Linked DNA regions of Mus musculus: regions 1, 2 and 4 are each linked to region 3. A link is a contact called in public Hi-C and HiChIP or PLAC-seq data. All regions are on one chromosome and are shown on one strand. The core of a region is the stretch at or near the end of the contact, and the rest is flanking DNA. Distances in the headings are between cores, read along the strand shown. Region 1 has its middle 68 kb from the start of Gm34361. Region 2 has its middle 120 kb from the start of Gm34361. Region 3 overlaps Gm34199 (a long non-coding RNA gene). Region 4 has its middle 180 kb from the start of Tbc1d4.

Region 1 (3,216 bases), core at 119-2,618, 810 kb after region 3:
GTAACCCTGAATTACAGCCATAAATTGAGGTGCAAAGTCAAAGTCTGTGCCTATGGACAGTAATGATGTCATCCTCGCCCTCAGCCTGGAACAGATTTTTAAACCCTGGTATTCCAAGCCTTTCTTCATGGAAGCGGGGAAAAGACTGCATCAAGAAATCTGTCACTGGGCTATTCCTGATCAAGTTCTACTGAAAGGGTGGAGATTGATGTACCACATCAGTCAGCAGAACAACTGATTCCCCCTGGCACCTCTTCTTCACTACATGGGGGAAGACTCAACAGAAACGCAGGACAATTGCAAGGACTCTAAACTAACTTCACTTTCTTCCTAAAAAACAAAAAGGAGCCAAGCAATGCTGTCCACCAAGCTCTTGGTGGGTTTTCTCTGGTTCCCATTATTGGAGTATTTAAAAAGAAAAGGACAGTTGGGCAGTCAGCACTTGGTAGCTAAGAACACATATCATCCTTAGCACCGTGGAAACAAACACTGGGGATATCTGCAAGAGATGGTGCTTGGTGTGGAATTTGCATTATTTAGCTGCATCATTGGGGTGGCGGGGTGCTGGCTTCTCTAAAGGTTGTGACCTAACTTTGGAGATAACTGTATGTAAATCAGGATTACATAATAAACCAGAGTTTAACTTCTCATGTTATAATTTATTTTATCCTGGTTTTGTATTTTATCTTAAAAGCATTTTTATTTAATTTAATAAACAGATAGCATTTGCTTTCCTAGGCATACTTTTAAGGACTTTATAAATATTAGCTCATTTTCTCCTCATAATAACCTTAATCCAATTTTAGGGATGAGGGCACTGGCCATGGTATACTTCCATACTATGAAAACATTTCTAAAAATCGTGAACTAAAGACACTTGAGCAGACTCTGATTTATTTTAAAGTGGAAACATCAGCAAACAGCTTTCTAGGCAACCCTGAATAATCCTAGGACTCGGGAGACAAATACAAGATACCTTCGTCTTTATAAAAACAGCAGCTACAATAAACAATTTAACAGAAGCAGACTGGTTGTTTTGATGGTTTGATTTTAGGCTATTTTATTTTATTTCAACTAAAATATAGGCAAGGTACAGTCTGATGGTTTTCTGCCTCCTGGATAGGTCTCTCTCTCTCTCTCTCTCTCTCTCTCTCTCTCTCTCTCTCTCTCTGTGTGTGTGTGTGTGTGTGTCTTTGTTCTCTTCCCCATGTTTCTCTCTTCTCACCCCCTCAAAGAACCAATTATCAGAGGGCTCTCCTTCCTCCTACAAACAAGGGGAGCTAATAAAGGGATTGGTGAAGAAGAGAGCCTAATAAGGAAGGATCTACTTCAAAGGCAGAGCACATCAAAGTGAAGTGCCAGGGAGCATAGAGATCTTGCTGAGCCAAGCTGGCTTGGCCCCTCTTCACCCCTTACCTTCTGACTCAAAGCATCACATAGACAGGACTCAGCAAAGAGTTTTGAGGACTCTAGCTAGGCTACCTCCAGCTGCACCAGCTGGGACAAGTGATGGATACATACCAGGTGTTACATCGTTTGTTTTGATTAGATAAATGCTCTCAATAGATATCACTGAATAATATTATCACCTAATTCTCCTGGGTTGGGTTTTTTTTTTCTGCTTGAAGTATTTGACAGTAGTTTTTCAAATTAGGTAGCATAGATGCAAGGCGAGGAGGATTTATGTCAGCGTAGCTTCTCTACTGAGTGTGGTAAGATTTAAAGATGAAGGATGCATGATGTCATCGTTAGTGTATTATTGGAGCTCCAACAACACCAGTCACAGGGGAGGGAATGAATGAACTCCAAAGAACTTAGAAAGCTACAAAAACCCAGGGAAGGTTTTGTCTTCAAAACCAGGAAGTGTTGACAATGCAAATGTCCAGATGGAAACAAAGATTCTGATTGTCACACCAATTACTTTGAACATATGGGTTCCTGTTATCATAAAAATGAAGCACTTGGGTGTTTTTGTCACTTTCCATCCACATCTTTGCTGCACTGTGACTACAGACTCAGAGTCCAGTCTTTCCTCTTCCTTAGTATCAGTGCTGGCTACACAGATCCCTCTCTGCTTTCGATACTTGCCAGCCGGAGACCTTTCCAGAAGAGAGTACCAATTACCTCAAAGAGTATTGATGAACTTTTAAAAATGCAAATGAAGTTTTTTGTGTGTGTAACATGCCAATATCTGGAAGACAATGAAGACTCCACAGACTCACACCAAGCTCCTCATAATTGTCTCTGGCCATCATTACCTCTTACCTTCCTGAGAGTTTGAACCTGAAGACAGTTAATGATGACAGAAATCTATGCAGTGTGCAAATTCTGTGATCCCAAGGATCAAACAGGGAAATAGAAATTAACAGGGGACAAATATCTTTTCAATCTCTTTCAAAATCAAAACATGGGGTCCATAGCCAATGTTGTATTCAAAAGACCTAAAAATAAATCAACATTAGACTTATAATGCTGTCTGTCCCATATCACCTACTCCTTAACCCATGTTTTTTTTTCTGAACCGCCTACAGTTTTGGGCTTGCAGGGCTATCTACAATAGAGATTGGCTTCCTAAAGTGTACAGAAATTGTTATAAATCACTGCTATTGTACCTGAGAAGCTCAGCTGCTGCCACAGGCTGTTTGTCCTCTGTCACCTTCCACAGGAGCCTGTACTTCAGAAATGGTGCAAGGTGACAGGAAACTGTATGCTCCACTTCAACAATAGCAGATTAGACATGGTGCTTCCCATAGGAATGGGACGAGAATGTTGCCATTAGTAAAACTGCTCACATGCCTGAGCTGATCAACTTGCTCAAAATACCACACTCTAAACCTAAAGAAAAATTATGTTAAGTATCCAGGTTTATAGTTCTTGTACCACAAAAATATAGCAAAAAAATTATGGGTCCCCAAAATCTCATCTTTTACCGTTCGAATGTTTTAAAGTGTATGTGTATGGCTCTGAGCTTGTGGTCTTATATCAGCCCCTGTCCCTGAATTTCTCACTTTGAAAGAAAAGGAGTTTTCAAATAGTGTGTAAGATACGTCATTAAAACTGTCCTCCCATTGTGTTTAGAGATGTTCTACACCAAGCACACGCATCTATGTACAGAATCCTTTCTCTGTTCACGTCATGATGTTATATAATTGTGATAAGAACACTGCTTCAGACCCTCTCTTGCATGCTACCTTCAACCAGGGGATGTTTCTTACC
Region 2 (3,144 bases), core at 565-3,064, 870 kb after region 3:
CACATCTTGGCCCTGGTGTTCCCCTGTACTGGGGCATATAAACTTTGCAAGACCAATGGGCCTCTCTTCCCAATGATGGCCAACTAGGCCATCTTCTGCTACATATGCAGCTAGAGACACGAGCTCTGGGAGTACTGGTTAGTTCATATTGTTGTTCCACCTATAGGGTTGCAGACCCCTTTAGTTCCATGGGTACTTTCTCTAGCTCCTCCATTGGTGACCCTGTGTTCCATCCAATAGCTGACTGTGAGCATCCACTTCTGTGTTTGCCAGGTACCTGCATAGCCTCACAAGAGACAGCTATATCAGGGTCCTTTCAGCAAAATCTTGCTGGTGTATGCAATAGTGTCAGCGTTTGGAGGCTGATTATGGGATGAATCCCCAGGTGTGGCAGACTCTAGATGGTCCATCCTTTCATCTCACTCCTCCTTTGTTGGTGGGATTGCAAGCTTGTACAACCACTCTGGACATCAGTCTGGTGGTTCCTCAGAAAATTGGACATAGTACTACCAGAGGATCCAGCAATACCTCTCCTGGGCATATATCCAGAAGATGTTCCAACTGGTAAGAAAGACACATGCTCTACTATGTTCATAGCAGCCTTATTTATAATAGCCAGAAGCTGGAAAGAACCCAGATGCCCCTCAACAGAGGAATGGATACATAAAATGTGGTACATTTACACAATGGAGTACTACTCAGCTATTAAAAAGAATGAAATTCCTAGGCAAATGGATGGACCTGAAGGGCATCATCCTGAATGAGGTAACACAATCACAAAAGAACTCACATATGTACTCACTGATAAGTGGATATTATCCCAGAAACTTAGAATACCCAAGATACAAGATACAAGTTGCAAAACACATGAAACTCAAGAAGAACGAAGACCAAAGTGTGGACACTTTGCCCCTTCTTAGAATTGGGCTTATGTTTTGAATACTTTTTTTTTCCTTTTTTATTGGAAATATAATCTTTTCTCCCTCAATATATCCTAATTACAGTTTCTATACAAAAGATGGTCTGTTGAGACTCCCTATCCCCCATTAGTAGGAGTCCTCAGTAGAATCGCCTTTTCATAGATTTTAAGAGGCCCATCATACTAGAGACCACCCCTAAATGCTCTCCCAATTCCGGCTGTCTCTCCCTGACTTCTCTCCCTGCATCCTCTCCTCTGCCTATCTGATCTATCTAGATCTAGCCTCCAGTTTATCCATAAAATCTATTCTATCTCCTCTTCTCAGGGAGACCCATTCTCTCCCCCTAGACCCCTCCTCTTTACCTAAGTTCTCTAGGTCTGCTGATCGTACCATACTTGTATTTCTGGGTCTGGGTTGCCTCAGGATGACTTCCTTCCTGTTCCTGACATTTTCCTGAAATTTCTATGGTGTCATTTTTGAATACACACTTCCCAGCCACTGGCACTATGTGGGGGAAGTAGTGGAACTTTAGAAGATGTACCCAAGCTGCAAGAAGTAGGGCACAGCACTCAGTCCACAGGAGAAAATACTTGCCTAGCACTAGGAACTTGATCAAGGCCCCATTACAGGGAAAATCACAAGCCCTAGGAAGGAACTGAATAGTGCTGTTTAGCTAAATTCACTTAGTGTAAAGCTGTCCTGTAAATAATTATGTAGATAAACGCTACTCTCCGCCTTAATTAGAGAAGCCTCTCTTCTCAGGGAGCAGGAGGAAATGCGGAGACGTATGGCTGCACAAGGTGCTGAGAATAAGCAAAAGATAAGTGCTAAGCCCCGAACGCGTCATTTACAGCATCCTCTCCACGGCTCAAAGAGCTTTGAGTAATAGGGCATGGAAAGAATGTAAGCACTGGGATATAAACAGCAGAGCCATGAAACAGCATCTTAACATCTAAGCAAGACACAGTCATTGCGGTCACAAACCCAGGCAGCTGCAGATGCCTTCACTAGGTCGGCACGAGACTGGCCCCATCAACAGTCAGACATGAATGGAGCGGGCAGCTGGGGAATCGGGTCCCAACTCCTCACTTCTGAGCTATTTGCTCCTAATAGATTCACGGACAGAGGAAATCACTGCCTTTAGTCAAGTACCCACTCATGACCCCATCAAACTCCAAGAGATAATTCCAATCCAGTTGTCACACAGATGGTCCTGGTTAAATTAAATGGGTCACTGAACAAGACCAGAAGTCGTGAATCTGGAAAGGGGCTGGTGGGGATGGGGGAGGTGTGTGTTGGCACAGATAGGAAGGAGATAAGAGAGACTAAGAGGAGAGGGAATAACAGAATATATTGTGCACATGTAGAAAACTGTCAAATAACAAAATTAATCATGTTTTAAATGGAGCTTTAAAAAGTGAAGATCAAATCCTTTTGGGATTTGCCTGCCACTCTCTGTGGTTCCTGGCCCATTTGTGTGTGAACAGGACGTCCTGCCACATCTTGGCCAGCGTGGGCCAAAGACATGAGACAAAATAACGCTGTCCTCTTAGTTATCTGTGGAGGTAAATGGTTTACAGCAACAAAAGAATAGCTAATACATGAAGCAACATAGAAAACTTCCCCCACGGACTGCAGGGCTAGGGCTTAATACGAGCTTTGGCTAAATGGGAAACGATACCTTTATTAATCCCCGTCTTTCTCTTCTAAACGTGTTCTTTTACAGGCTACATTTTGCCTCACACATTTGCAGAGGAGGGGGTAAGTAGTTTTTAATGTGATTTTTGGTATGCAAATCCCTATCTTAAGGAAACTCATAAGTGGCTATGCCAGGGTGCTAATGGAGTTCAGTAGGAAGCCTGTCGCCCAGGATTCTGCCTGAAAAGCCCTCAGCTGGACAGCACAGGAGCCCAGATGCCAAGCTGTGGGCCACTGTCTCCAGGCAGCGCCATCTGCTTCCCTGGAAATTTCCCAGGGCATTTAGTTGGCAGCTTTAGGGTGGCCTTGAGGTCGGGGCATGCGACATGCGGCTGGGAGGCCGTCTGGCTGTTCTTCACACTTGGAAACTCATTTTCTATCATTTACTAGAATTAGCATTTGATGAGATTGTCTTTCTTTAAGGACAATAGTAGTCGAGGTCTCCTTAGCAGGAACCTAGCAAATAAATAAATAAATAAATAAATAAATAAATAAATAAATAAAATAAAATCGGGCTCAATTATCT
Region 3 (3,039 bases), core at 336-2,835:
TTCATTAATCACTACGTGGCCACTTCTTAGCCTTAGTCCCAAAGGTCTGGTAAGCTTTAAATCCCTAGTGACACCTGCTGGGCAGACCTCTGCTCCTGCTGCACCCTTCCCTCAACCTGCCTCTTCCACACAAAACTGCTGGCCAGGAGGTGGGGGGCCCATTGCTGCCTCCTCAGTGTCCAGCCAGTCTGCTCTCATGCAGGTGACCCTCGCCCGTGTAGCCTATTCTCACGGTTCCTGAGTTCCTCTGCCTAGGCCCCAGGAATCAAACAAGAAGCTACCAAAGCAAGGCATGGAAAAGAGTGCTGGGGTGAGAAGGGAGGGAGAAGGAGAGGGAGAGGGAGAAAGGGAAAGGAGGCAGAGACACTGACAGAGAAATGGAAAGACAGAGAGAGACAGAGAAAATTTCAACATTCGGCAACCCCCCCCCCCCCCCAGCCCTAAGTTACTAAACTGCTTCTTTGTCTGTAAACTCTGGGGTGAACGATGCCATTCAGCCGTATGTTTTGTTCAAGCACAAACCAAATTATGCTATACTTGCGTATATCTGAACATATTGGTTTATCTTACATAGAGTTTAATTGATGCAAACTTGAACTTCAGTGTGTTAGATTTTCAGGGAAAACACCATCCTGCAATTCAGAGCGTTATGTTTTTCTTTGAACAAAGAGGAAAAAAAAAAAAGGAAAAAGGCAATTAAAACCCTGCTTTCTTTACTTCATCCACACTCTCCAACCACTACAGAAATCCTGTTTAACCTCTTGGAGTGTGACCTCTTCTGTCCTTTCCTGTCCAATGGCAAAATTTCCCTCTGAGCCAACATCTGCATCCTTGGACAGATGTACTTGTGTGCAAAGTCCATGTTAGCTGATCAAGCGTGGCTTTGTTTGCACTTATTCATTGCTCACCCAGCACTGTGTAAGTGGTTTTGCATATTAACTAAGTGCACAGTAACCTTTCTTTACCTCCTTAGAGCTCCACCCCCTCCCACCCGCCGGGGGAAATCAACACTGTTACTCGCCTAGGAAGCTGCCAAGAGGTTGTCATGGCAACCGTTCAGCTTTCAGCAGCTACTTTTCTGGTTTGAAGGGGAGGGGAGAGGAGAGGGGAAAAAAAGCACCATCCACCCAACACACTGAGGAGAACTAGGCAGTTTTCTGATCAGAGTTCAGATAAAGAAAGTCACAGTAATTTGTGGCCACTGACTAAAATAACCCCGGGGATGGGAGAGTTACCACATAAGAAGCAAACTAAAAAGGTAAGCGCAAGAAAAAGGCAGTAATTAAGTTATTCGGTGGTGGTCACAATATGAAGTATTTCGGATTTTGTCAGCCCATGTCATCTAAGATGTTATCTCATGAGTCTTTTTTTTTTCATCCCGAGCCAAACAAAGATGATTTTTTTTATGGGATTCCAAACGTCAGGGAGGCAGCGCAGGAGGGTAAGCCAGCCCCAGAGGGGGATGCTCACATCTGAAAGTCATTTCCCCAAAACTTCATTTAACCCAGGAACAATGCGGCTCTCAGGCACCAGGAGCTGGAACCAGGTGCAGTGCCAGGTCAAAAGGCAGCCTCCGGAGCTCCTCTCAGTGGGGGTGGCTGGCTAGGTGTGCCCAGAAATGGTCTGATTTCAAAGGAAGGTCTGGGTAGGGCTAGACAGGAAAGGGGCAGAGTCAAGAAATGAAAGTTAAGAAACCTAATGCCCGTGGGTATAGAGGCACCCAAAGCTCTGCTAATCTGTCTAGACTCCTGTATTGTCAGAAGAAAGTAGCTCAACATGACTCTTGGTGGCAGTGAGCTGCAGGGTGTGGCAGGAAGGGGCTCTGAGCACTAGAGTGGAAGGACTTGGAACCTGTGTCGCATCCTTTTTGTTCCCCTGTCTGGCTGTCTGATTGTCCGCCTGTCTGTCCATCTGTCCATCTGTCTGTCTGTAGCACCTACTTTCCACTGGCCAACAAATTTCCCAGCATCCTCAGTATTCAACCTTCTATATTATTGAGCCCCTTTAAGAAACAACATAGGAACACGTTTTGCCGTAGTCGTCAGCACACAAGCTACTTTCTGAATCTTGGATGTGTTCTTCAGAACCCAGCCGCAGCTACAGCATCCAGATACATTTAAAGGAGCTAATAATAACATGGAAACAAAATAAAATAAAATAAATTGAATAAAAGAAAATAAACATAGATGGGGCTGGGTTGTGAGTAAATAAAAATATACCCCAACCACCAGTGCTGTTTCTAACACGTGTTTTCTTTAATATTTTACTCGATTTTTATTATCTTTTTTTAATGAGTCTTCATGGACTGTACTCTCGGGTTCCAGCACCGGTTAAAGGAGGTATCCTTCAGTACCGCTGTAAGGTTATCATCCCTTTCACTAAATGATGGTAGGGAACTTTTGGCATGAGCCAACTTGTGCTCTGACCTGAAATCCAACTCCCTTTGCCAAACTTCCTGTCTCTGTGGTGTTGCTCACTTGCATTTCGGATTTGACTTTGACAAGCAGAGAAGAGTTGAGGGTAAGGAAAGAGGTGGTGGGCAAGGCCGTGAAAGAGATGTCTATAAACACTGAAGACATACCATGGCTGAAGCCAATATTCTTCAAGGTGGAGTTCAGAAGTACATGATGACAGACCTTCAAAGATCACAAGGAACAAGAAGACAGGAGTGTGATGAGGCCCAAATAAAAAGGACCAGGACCTATAACCATTTATTCTGGCCAAACTGCAAAGTTCTTGAGACTAAGAAGGGCCACTGATAAGATCAAGAACCTTGCCTTGATGCTGGACTTTTTTCCTGCAAAGCTGAGGGAAAGTTCTAAGAGCGAAAGGCAGAGCAGAGCCTCCCCTATGTCACGAATGTAGCTAGAGGCCCCGGCTTACATAACTGTCACAGGATACAGAATGACAGTCCCTCAGCCTACAGTAAATGTGATTAAATTATCTCATCAGACCCGTTCTCCTGAGGATTTCTACAATTTCAGAAAACCATCTGTTAATGTGACCTGTCTGCTAGACCCCCACACAGCGCAGGACAGA
Region 4 (2,915 bases), core at 37-2,536, 970 kb after region 3:
AAATTCCTAACAGAATTAGAATGTTTTAATTAAATTCCTAACATCCACAATCTTATTGTATAGGCTCTGTTTTCCAGACTTGATGCCAAGTAGAAAGCTCTGTTAATAAGATGGCGGGTGATTACTGATTTCCGGAAAGTGAAAACATTGGCAAGGCATCCAACCGCCGCCTAGTCCTCTGTAGACTAGGAGACCTTCTCAGACAGTCTCCTAGAAAGCATCCCATATGGGCCTTCCTCACAATCGATTCAAATAGCAGCTGATTCCAAACACTGAGCAGTCTCTCAACTTCTGATCAGTGTCTCATGCTGATAGCAATTACTTCAATTACTTAAAATAGAAGGGGTTTTGTGAGATTTGAATGTGATCACAAATATGTCTTGCATGCAGAAACTACGCATACCCCTTGTCTTGGTTAGGGTTTCTGTTGCTACAACAAAACACCATGATCAAAAAACAAGTCGGGAAGGAGTTTATTCAGTTTATACTTCCACATCATCACCGAACTAAGTCAGGACAGGATCTCAAACAGGACAGGATCCTGGAGGCAGGAGCTGATGCAGGGGCCATGGAGGAGTGCTGCTTCCTGGCTTGCTCAGCCTGCTTTCTTACAGAACCCAGGACTACCAGCCCAGGGATGGCACCACCCACTGGGCTGGACCCTCCCCCATTGATCACTAATGGAGAAAATGCCCTATGGCTGGATCTCTTGGAGGCATTTCCTTAAGTGAGGCTCCTTCCTATTTGATGACTCTAGCTTGTGTCATGTTGACACAAAACCAGGCAGTACACCAATTATCAGTGCATCGCCTTTTAGCTATTATTCTTGGCCATAGTGAAGCTCGATCTTCTATTTCTTGTTTGTAGCTTGGATGGCTTATATTATCTAAGATTTGCAGGTAGAGGATACTCTGCAGATAGAGGATACAGGGAGGACCCAGTAGGAGGAAGTTGTGCCTCTTGTTTCCATGGTACTCTTCTTTGGGCAGGCACCTGCATCTGCTGCCTCCTTCACAGATGCTGCAATGTGGGCAACTTCCCATGAACCTGACTTCTGCGGTGCTCAATGGCTGGCAGAGAATGATATTCCCCATATATAGCTTCCCTCCGCGCTGCACAGACGTCTCTCTGTAAAGTGCCATTGGCTTGGCATCTGCTCATATACAGCTTCCAAGGGGCCCTTTGGGAGGGCTTCACACTTGGTGAGGCTTCCCCACTCTGCCAAGAGCTGCGACAGCCATCCCTCTCCAGTGAAACATGGCTCTCTACCTTACAGGGGGAGGGGGGAAGGAAGGGAATGGGAGGATACAGTTCCCACGTTTGTCCCTCACTGGGGTTTTCGCTCAGTGCCTGCACCCTGCGCTGGCTATTTTTGTAGCCTTTGGATTTCCGTTCACTTCTCACTTTCCAACTCCCATTCATTCTCATTCTAGTTTTTAAAAACTCACTCTACCAACTATTTCCTGTTCAAATTACTCTGTCTCCTGATGGGATCATAGGTACAGCCCAAGATAATCGGTACCTAGTGACAGGCTAAAGTTTTGTGGGTTCTGAATTTCACATAATTTGACATCCACCTTCAAAAGAAATGCTATGGAAAAGTGATAGGGAAACTTGGAGGACTCGCATGCAAAGGAGGGAGCCGGAAACAATGACATCACAGAAAATCCTCCCCCAAAGGTGGTATTGTTTCTACCCTAAAGACTGTGTGAGACGCATGGATCATCTGTGGGCTCATGGGACTTGAAAAGCGAAACGAGTCACCACAGGTGAACAGTATTTTGATGAGTTGCTGGGGCATTGGTTCTATGAGTAGCCACCCCAGATAACCTGCATATTGGATATTTACATTACAATTTATAACAGTATCAAAATTACAGTTATAACGTGGCAACAAAATACTTTTTAAGTTGGGGATCATCAAAATAGGAGGAACTGTATCAAAAGGTCACAGCATTGGGAAGGTCGGAAACCCCTGTGCAGAGGGAGTATTAAAGCTTGTCTAACGGGCTGTTCCATGACTCTTATGTGCCTGCTCCTTTCGCATCCCCTGTCACACTTTGGCTCCCTGTGAGTCCTTTTCAGGCTTTTCATGGACCTGTCCTTACCTCACGCCTGCCAGCCACAGCCAGGCTGAACACAACTTTTTTTTTTTTTCCTTACTTGTGTACAAATAAGACCTCCCATCCATCTCACCATGAGATTCTGCTAACAGAAATGTAAGCATGTAGCTGTGGCTCACTTGCCTGGTAAATGTACAAATCGATTCAGTAAAGCCTGATCTAAATAGAATTAAATGACACAATTTCCTGAAATTAGCCAGTGCCCTTTCAGGTGTCACAGTATTCAAAGCTGCGATGATGAAATTATTAATATGTAGTAGCTCCCACGTTGAGGTTTAGAGACACCAGTCTAGACTGAGAACTGCATGTTAATCTAAAAATGCATCACAAACCAGTAAAAAGAAAATGGATGCAGTTTTGCATCGAAGGCAAAATATAAAAGAACCAAACATCCATAACGTGTTCTGAAGTGGATGTCACCTAAATTATATTAGCACTGAAGTTATAGCCACAGAGACTGCTTTTCCATCTTTTAATCTTCCAATAAAAAGGAAACCTGTTTACTGGAAGATCTATTATAGACTGTTCTGGAAAAGGCAGAAAAGCCACGGTTGTTTGTTTGTTGTTGGTTTTTTTTTTTTAAGTATTATTTCTGCATGGGTTTCATTTCCTGTTGCTGTGATTCAATCTCTTGACAAAAGTAACCTGGGGGACAAGGGGTTAATTCAGCTCACGATTACAGGTGACATGCATTTTAGTGAAGGTAAAGCAGAGGGGACCTGAAGCACCTGGTCACATTTCATCCAAAATTAAGAGTGAAGAACAATGTATGCTGGTTCTCAGCTGGCTTTT

Evidence for each region. A called contact is a pair of places that touch in the nucleus more often than the background predicts. HiChIP or PLAC-seq counts read pairs in DNA pulled down with a chosen protein or histone mark.
Region 1: an H3K4me3 HiChIP or PLAC-seq map of embryonic basal ganglia shows a contact between it and region 3, with 7 times the contacts expected there. The contact joins two enhancer-like sites. A contact is called at or near these places in 2 of 39 promoter capture datasets (cranial neural crest and maxillary cranial neural crest), 1 of 484 Hi-C or Micro-C datasets (cardiomyocytes), 3 of 115 datasets of contacts at active chromatin or transcription factors (astrocytes, embryonic basal ganglia and oligodendrocyte precursor cells) and 1 of 9 other capture datasets (embryonic stem cells).
Region 2: an H3K27ac HiChIP or PLAC-seq map of stem cell-derived neural progenitor cells shows a contact between it and region 3, with 7 times the contacts expected there. The contact joins two enhancer-like sites. A contact is called at or near these places in 2 of 115 datasets of contacts at active chromatin or transcription factors (SST interneurons and stem cell-derived neural progenitor cells).
Region 4: a Hi-C map of cerebral cortex shows a contact between it and region 3, with 2.9 times the contacts expected there. The contact joins two enhancer-like sites. A contact is called at or near these places in 1 of 484 Hi-C or Micro-C datasets (cerebral cortex), 3 of 115 datasets of contacts at active chromatin or transcription factors (astrocytes, oligodendrocyte precursor cells and stem cell-derived neural progenitor cells) and 1 of 9 other capture datasets (embryonic stem cells).

What each region holds. Positions count from the first base shown.
Region 1 is chr14:101,267,858-101,271,073 of GRCm38.p6, forward strand. No RefSeq gene overlaps it. Among named protein-coding and RNA genes, the nearest start is that of Gm34361, 68 kb to the left of the region's middle. Within about 2 kb of position 1,369, at least 7 of the 459 cell types and tissues checked have an H3K27ac peak or open chromatin away from gene starts, as enhancers often do. A contact at or near this core is called in embryonic basal ganglia, where this site is marked.
Region 2 is chr14:101,324,782-101,327,925 of GRCm38.p6, forward strand. No RefSeq gene overlaps it. Among named protein-coding and RNA genes, the nearest start is that of Gm34361, 120 kb to the left of the region's middle. Within about 2 kb of position 1,815, at least 16 of the 459 cell types and tissues checked have an H3K27ac peak or open chromatin away from gene starts, as enhancers often do. A contact at or near this core is called in stem cell-derived neural progenitor cells, where this site is marked.
Region 3 is chr14:100,458,281-100,461,319 of GRCm38.p6, forward strand. The region is part of intron 5 of Gm34199 (a long non-coding RNA gene); the gene reads left to right. Among named protein-coding and RNA genes, the nearest start is that of Gm26367, 41 kb to the left of the region's middle. Within about 2 kb of position 1,586, at least 157 of the 459 cell types and tissues checked have an H3K27ac peak or open chromatin away from gene starts, as enhancers often do. A contact at or near this core is called in cerebral cortex, embryonic basal ganglia and stem cell-derived neural progenitor cells, where this site is marked.
Region 4 is chr14:101,429,630-101,432,544 of GRCm38.p6, forward strand. No RefSeq gene overlaps it. Among named protein-coding and RNA genes, the nearest start is that of Tbc1d4, 180 kb to the right of the region's middle. Within about 2 kb of position 1,287, at least 10 of the 459 cell types and tissues checked have an H3K27ac peak or open chromatin away from gene starts, as enhancers often do. A contact at or near this core is called in cerebral cortex, where this site is marked.